2 separate regions of the Ovis aries genome follow, and region 2 is linked to region 1. A link is a contact called in public Hi-C data. All regions are on one chromosome and are shown on one strand. Each heading gives the region's core, a stretch centred on a gene start, on an enhancer-like site or on the middle of the called end of the contact. The rest is flanking DNA. Distances are from core to core; before and after follow the strand shown. Region 1 holds the start of ARL4D (ADP ribosylation factor like GTPase 4D). Region 2 has its middle 27 kb from the start of DHX8.

What was found. A called contact is a pair of places that touch in the nucleus more often than the background predicts.
Region 2: a Hi-C map of liver shows a contact between it and region 1, with 3 times the contacts expected there. The contact joins the enhancer-like site here to the promoter of ARL4D in region 1. A contact is called at or near these places in 3 of 16 Hi-C or Micro-C datasets (liver, mixed tissues and tail adipose tissue).

Annotation. Positions count from the first base shown.
Region 1 is chr11:43,087,442-43,090,772 of ARS-UI_Ramb_v3.0, reverse strand. It overlaps ARL4D (ADP ribosylation factor like GTPase 4D), which reads right to left and starts at 1,755. Exons shown (of 2, transcript XM_027974466.2): 1 at 1,674-1,755; 2 at 1-1,433. The coding sequence starts at 1,003. The coding sequence ends at 401.
Region 2 is chr11:43,130,158-43,133,488 of ARS-UI_Ramb_v3.0, reverse strand. No RefSeq gene overlaps it. Among named protein-coding and RNA genes, the nearest start is that of DHX8, 27 kb to the left of the region's middle. Within about 2 kb of position 1,573, at least 2 of the 54 cell types and tissues checked have an H3K27ac peak or open chromatin away from gene starts, as enhancers often do. A contact at or near this core is called in liver, where this site is marked.

The sequences.
Region 1 (3,331 bases), core at 506-3,005:
AGGGACATCCCTTAGTTGGGGTGGGGGGAGGCAAGAGCTAGTTCTCATTTATTCCAAATGCATTCTCCAAGCAACTTTCCTTCGTCCCTAAACACATCCAATCAAAAAGCCAGAGAAGAAAAACAGGAAACAGGGTCGAGGTAGAGTCAGTTTACATTTAAGCCTCCACAGTCCTGCAGCCTCCACTTCCCCAGAAGTGAGGATGAGGGAGAGATGTGAGAACACATCCCATCTCCCGTCGCCCGCCCCCCATGCTGCCCCAAACAGGACCCCTGTTGTGCTTCTTGGTCCTCCATTGAGGTGGACAGGTCCTGCACCCTGGGACTGAGTGAGGGGCCACAGGCTCTGCCTGGCTGTCCAAGTGTACAGACCCCTACTGGTGAGGAGGGGCAGCCTCAGGTCACCGTCGCTTCTTGCCTGCCCGGGCAGCCTTCTTTCTCTTGAGGATCATCTCATACAGGCGCTCCAGGCCTGGCTGCAGGCCCAGCCCATCCACAGCACTGCAGCCCTGCACGTGGGTGAGTGTGGCAGTAGCCAGCTCCCGGACTGCCAGCCTCTTCTCCACCTCGGCGGCGCTCAGTGCCCCGGGCTGATCCTGTTTGTTGGCCAGGACCAGCACAGGCACACCCTGGTTGTCCGAGGCCCGGCTGATTCGGTGGAGCTCCACCTTGGCCTCCTCCAGCCGCTCAGCCTCAGCAGCATCCACCACAAACACCAGGCCATCTGTCCGGCGTGTGTAGGAGCGCCAGAGCGGTCGAAGCTTCTCCTGCCCACCAACGTCCCACACTTGGAAGGTGATGCCACGGGACCCCCCCAGGGGCACCCGGATCTTCTCTGTGTTGAAGCCTTTGGTGGGGATGCTCTGGACAAACTCTTTGAACTTGAGGCGGTAAAGAAGGGAGGTCTTTCCAGCTGAGTCCAGCCCAATGACCACAACATGCAGGGCCTGGAAGTGGGGCAAGAAGGAGGTGGTGGGCGCCATCTCAGTCAAGTGGTTCCCCATGTTGAACTCTAGCTAAGATGCAGGTCTTGGGGCTCACAGAAGAGGCAGGGAGGAGACCTTGAAATTGCAGGCTTTGGGGATCACAGCTGGGTTATCTGAACAGGGAAAGGTCATGGGAGAAAAGAGGAGGATCATGTTTAATAACAAACATGAAATTTGCAACTTCTTGATCACGTCCGAAATCAGCAGCCCGCTTTTTAAAAATTTGTTTTCTTTTTTTTTTTTTTTTAAGTAGCTGCAGGTATAACAGAGGCTCTCCCCCGTCGCCTGGGGGCCATGACAGGGGCGATGAGACCGAGAGAAACTCCTAGGACACTGAGGTTGGAGAGAGAGGCCTGGATAGGGGGACAGTCAGCTTCCGCGCTTGTGGTGTGGCAGCAGGCACCGCGACCCCAGCTCCCCAGGAGAGAATCCTCGGGGGAACCTGCATCTGGGGGGCAGTGACCCGAAATTAAGAATCAGGGTACGGGTGCTGAAATCGGAGAGAAAGGCCCACTCCCACTCGCCTTCCACAACCCCACGGTTGACACGCCCCTCTTTACACTGAGATCCCCTCCCCAATACCCCGCGACACTGCGACACTCCGCTGCCCGCCTTCCTCCGATCGCCGTCTTCAGCTCCACCGCCCCGTACCCAGACCCCCTCGGCTCGGCCTGAGCAGCGCCTTTACCTCCCGTCAGCCGCGCTCTCCCCGCTCCCCTCCGTGCCAGCCCCGCTAGTATCCACGCCGGTCTCCAGCGCGCGGGCACTGCAGAGCTGACAGGGGCACTCGGCCTTAAAACCCCCATGTGACGTCACGTGGCATGGGCCAATCAGAGGCCCTGCGACAGCGAGGCGGGGCGGAGCGTGGAGATCCGCGGATTACAACCCGGTCCCCACTGTGATGCAACTCTGATCAATTGGTGACCGTTTTATTTGATCTTTTCTACCATTGCCTGTATTTGGAATTAAACTCGGGATTAACCTGGGATGGAAGGTGGAAGGGGCGTGGCAGCGTTTGGCTAGGGAGGAGAGGTGAAGAGCATAATACTCTCAATACCCCCACATGCCTCTCACACAGGCAGCGATATTCAGTCCACGTGTGCGCTTCCTCTGCCAGGGTCTACTCGAGAGATGTTGACAAGTCTTCCTCCTTTATTTTTCCTAATGCAATGGTTTAACCTGTGTGAACCTGGAATCCCATAAAACAGCCTAAACCTATTAGCCCTATTGATCCCCATAACAGCCCAGGAGGTAGGGACTGGTGTGGTCTCGCTACACAGGTGAAGAAAGCTCTGAAGGGCTCAATAACTTGTCTAATGTCGTGCGTGCTCAGTCAAGTCCAACTCTTTGCCACCCCATGGACTGTAGCCTGCCAGGCTTCTCTGTCTATAGAATTTTCCAGACAAGAATACTGAAGTGGGTTGCCATTTCCTTCTCCAGGAGGTCTTCTCAACCCAGGGATGGAACGCTTGTCTTTTGAGTCTTGTGCATTGGCAAGCAGATTCTTTACCACTGGGCCACCTAGAAAGTCCCTGTCTAACATCACACATAGCTAGTAAATGGCTGAGCAAGGATATGTTTGAATCCAGTGCCTCAGCCCCTCACCACTTACCTATTCAGTCTCTCTAAGTCAGGGAGATTATTAGCAGAATTCCCCCAGTTTCTGGTCAGAGTGCCTGCCATAGCAGACCCTACCTTGCTCAAATTGATAAAGGCAAAATTCTTCACTTCACAGGGTGTTTGCTGACTTCATTCATACTGTTTGCGCTGCACGAGCCAAAGAAACTACGAAGACATTGCGGATGTACAGACCACAAATGCCTGGCTTCAGAGGGCTTATACTCTAGTGAGGGAGACAAGACTGGTCACTGACAGGGAACACTGGGACTTTGTAAATCATGAGATAAGCATATGTAAGACTTCAGAGGAGGGAAAGTGTCAACTAGAAGCTCCTGGAAAGGTTTCCAGAAATTAATGAGTACTGTGTAGGACTGATTGGGAGGTGGACAGCACTGCGTGGCATCTCCCCAGTCACTATAGCCTGATTTAATCTGGGCAGCACTGAAGAGGAGATGTCACAAAGGGACAGTGTGACCAGAGGCTAACAGTGATTACCTGCAGGGAGAAAGGTAAAACTGAACGTGGAGAAGGGGATCAAAGGAGAAGCAAATTTTAACTATACTATTTCCATTTTCACAAGGAAGCTGGATTCCTGCATTTATTATGCATCACAATACTAACTTTTTAGAAAACTGTCTGTAAGGGTGATTAGAGAAAAGAGGAAGATGGGGACTTCCCTGGTGGTCCAGTGGCTAAGACTCTGCCCTCCCAATACAGGGTGCCCCG
Region 2 (3,331 bases), core at 324-2,823, 43 kb before region 1:
ATGTGTATATACGTATAACTGAGTCACTTTGCTGTACAGCAGAAATTGACACAACGTTGTAAATCAACTATACTTCAATAAAAACTAAAACAAAACCAAAAAAACTATGTCCCAAATGTCCTGCCCTCTTGGGATGAAAGTATGGGAAATGCTTACACTAAAAAATTCACTGTTCATCTGAAATTTAAATTGAGCTGGAAAGACTGTATTTCAATATATTAATTCTGGCAACTCTATTCCAAGAATACTGTTTATAGTTCAGAAACACCTTAAGTGTCAGTTAACAGGGAACTTGTTAAGTAAATTATAGAAAATCCAAACAATGGGAAATCATTACCCAAAAAATAATAAAGTAGATCTATATGGTGATTTAGAATTATTTCTACAATGCAGAGTTAGGTAAAAAGAGGGACGTTCAAAATAGTATACAAGTTATCTCACCATCTGGTGAAGAAAAAGAAATATGGAGACATGTACATATGTGTTCATCAAAGCGCAGATTCTCTTGGGAAGGTGCCCAGAGATGGATAACTGCTTGCTTCTGCAGAAAGAGAACAAGAAAACTTGGGGGAAACAACAGTACCCTTCAGTACTTTGAATTTTGAAATAAATCCATATATTACTTATTTTAAAACAACTTCTTCTGGGCTTCCCTCATATCTCAATGGGTAAAGAATCTGCCTGTAATGCAGGAGACCTGGGTTTGATCCCTGGGTCAGGCAGATTGCCTAGGGAAGGAAATGGCAACCCACTCAGTATTCTTGCCTGGAGAATCCCATGGACAGAGGAGCCTAGCAGGCTACGGTCCCTGGGGTCGCAAGGGTCAGACACGACTTAGCAGCTAAACCACCAAACAACTTCTTTTACCTGTGTGTGTGTTTTAAGATATTTTGACTGGCAGGGTTGTACGATTCTTGGAAAGAGTTACCATAGGCTCCCAGAGGGCCTTCGACACAATTTCAGAACGGTTCAGGAGGCAGGAGAAAGGACACAACGACCTTGGAGGGTCACTCAAGTTCAACATCAAAAACCAAGGCATACCTGTAGGACCAGGTACATAATTTTCGGGACCTAATACAACATGGCGTGCTGCGATTCATGGGGTCGCAAAGAGTCGGACACGACTGAGTGACTGAACTGAACTGAACTGAATATAACATGGCAACCCCTTGTTCATAAATTATTAAGAATTCCAAAAATGGTAATAGCAGAGCTTTAAATCAAGTATGAGTTCCTTTTACATACAAACAGAGAAAACCCACACCACAAGTGCTGGTGGATTTCTTCGAATAAGGACACTGGGAACATAATTCCTCACACAGCTATTTTCCACACTCACCACTGCTCCAGTCATGAGATCAGAAGTGAAACCAAAGGAATAAAATAAGTATTAATCAAAGCCAACCGTTAATAAAAGGGGTCTAAGGGTCAGTGTGACAGGCAGAACATTAGAACTCAGATAGCTCTAGGCTCTTCCTGGACAAATTACACAAACTGCTGTCAGAGGTGTCCCAAGGTTCACACAAAATATGCCTTCTGGCCCATTTAACTCCCATTTCCCGGCAGTAAATTATTAACTGAACAAGGTCGAGCTGGTACAGCTGTTGCCCTAACACAGGCCTGACATCTACATGGAAGACCGCTTGATAATTTGTAGTGAAAGTGACCTGCACTAAATCCATCTCTCCCTGAACTGCAAGGGAAGAATCCTGGATACAGCATCCAGCCTCCATTTGGAACCGGTACGAGTCCCCATCAAGGGACTGCAAGGTGACCCTGCAGCCCCAGAGCAGCACCTCATAACCCAGCAGTCAGAGACCTTGTGAGGCCAAGGACGCCAGAGGGAGGCCTCCAGTGGGTGAGAAGGAAAAAGGAGGAAGTCGGGAAAGGAAAGAGAGAGACTCTGGTAGAAGAGAGTACCAGCTGAAGAGGGAGGGATGAAACGAGCAAGAGGGAAGAAATAACAAGCTTTCAGACAAAATCTGTGGTTCCTCAGCCTCCTCACTACCACCATCTCAGCTTCTGGAAGTCCTTCCGGTTCTTGAGGCTCGGCTCAAAGGGCACTTCCTCCAGGGAGCTTTCACTGATCGCCACAAAACCATTTTACTACAAAAAGAAATAATAACATTGATGAAGAGTGTACCATGTGCCAGCTGCATCATCCCATTTAATCCCCTCAACCCTTTGAAGTAGACACTATCGCTACCCTAGTTTTTCAAAGAAACCAAGGTACAGAGAGGTTTAGTAACCTGCCCAAGGTCACACAGGTGGAAGATGATAAAGCTAGAACCAGAAAGTCTGACTCTAGAGCTCTCACTTTTCACCACTCAGTGCTACCATTTCCTTCTTCTGCCCCATCTGTGCCCTCCTGTGGCTCAGACTTTGCTTGTGGTTCAAATTTCGCCTCTCTAGCTCCCGTCTCTAGGACACTGTCTCACCCATACCCCTGTTCCTCCAGGAACCCAACCAATATCTAGCACATAGTAGGTACTCATGAGAAGTGAAGTTGCTCAGTCGTGTGCATCTCTTTGCTATCCCAAGGACTGTAGCCTACCAGGCTCCTCCATCCATGGAATTTTCCAGGCAAGAGTACTGAAGTGGGTTGCCATTTCCTTCACCAGGGGATCTTCCCAACTTGGGGGTCTCCTGCATTGTAGGCAGACACTTTACCACTGAGCCTCCAGAGAAGCCCAGTAGGTACTCAGTAAATATCAATTTCCTTTCTTTCTCTCATCAGACACACGTACAAAAAAGTACAGCAAACAGTTGGACATGGCTGAGCAACTGAGCACACACACACAAGCTACAGACAGGGAGAAAATATTTACAAATCACATACCCAACACAGGATTCATATCCAGAATGTATAATGAACTCTCATAACTGAACAATAAGAAAACAGGCAACTTGATTTAAAAAGGAACAAAAGGACTTCCCTGGTGGTCCAGAGGTTAGGAGTCCGCCTGCTAACACAGGGGATACAGGTTCATCCCTCCTTCGAGAAGATTCCACACACCACACGGCAATTAAGTCCATGTGCCACAACTACTGAAGCTCACATGCCTAGAACCCGTGCTTGGAAACCAGAGAAGCCACTACAATGAGGAACCTGTGTACCTCAGTGAAGAGTAGCCCCCACTTGCAGCAACTAGAGAAAGCCCTCGCACAGCAACAAAGGCCCAGCGCAGCCACAAATAAATACATTTAAAAAAAAAAAGAGCAAAAGATACGAACAATGCTTCACCAAAGAGGAAATAAGGGTGGCAAATAAGTACATGAAAAACTGTTCAATATTATTAGTCATTAGGGAAATGCAAATTTAACTTCTGAT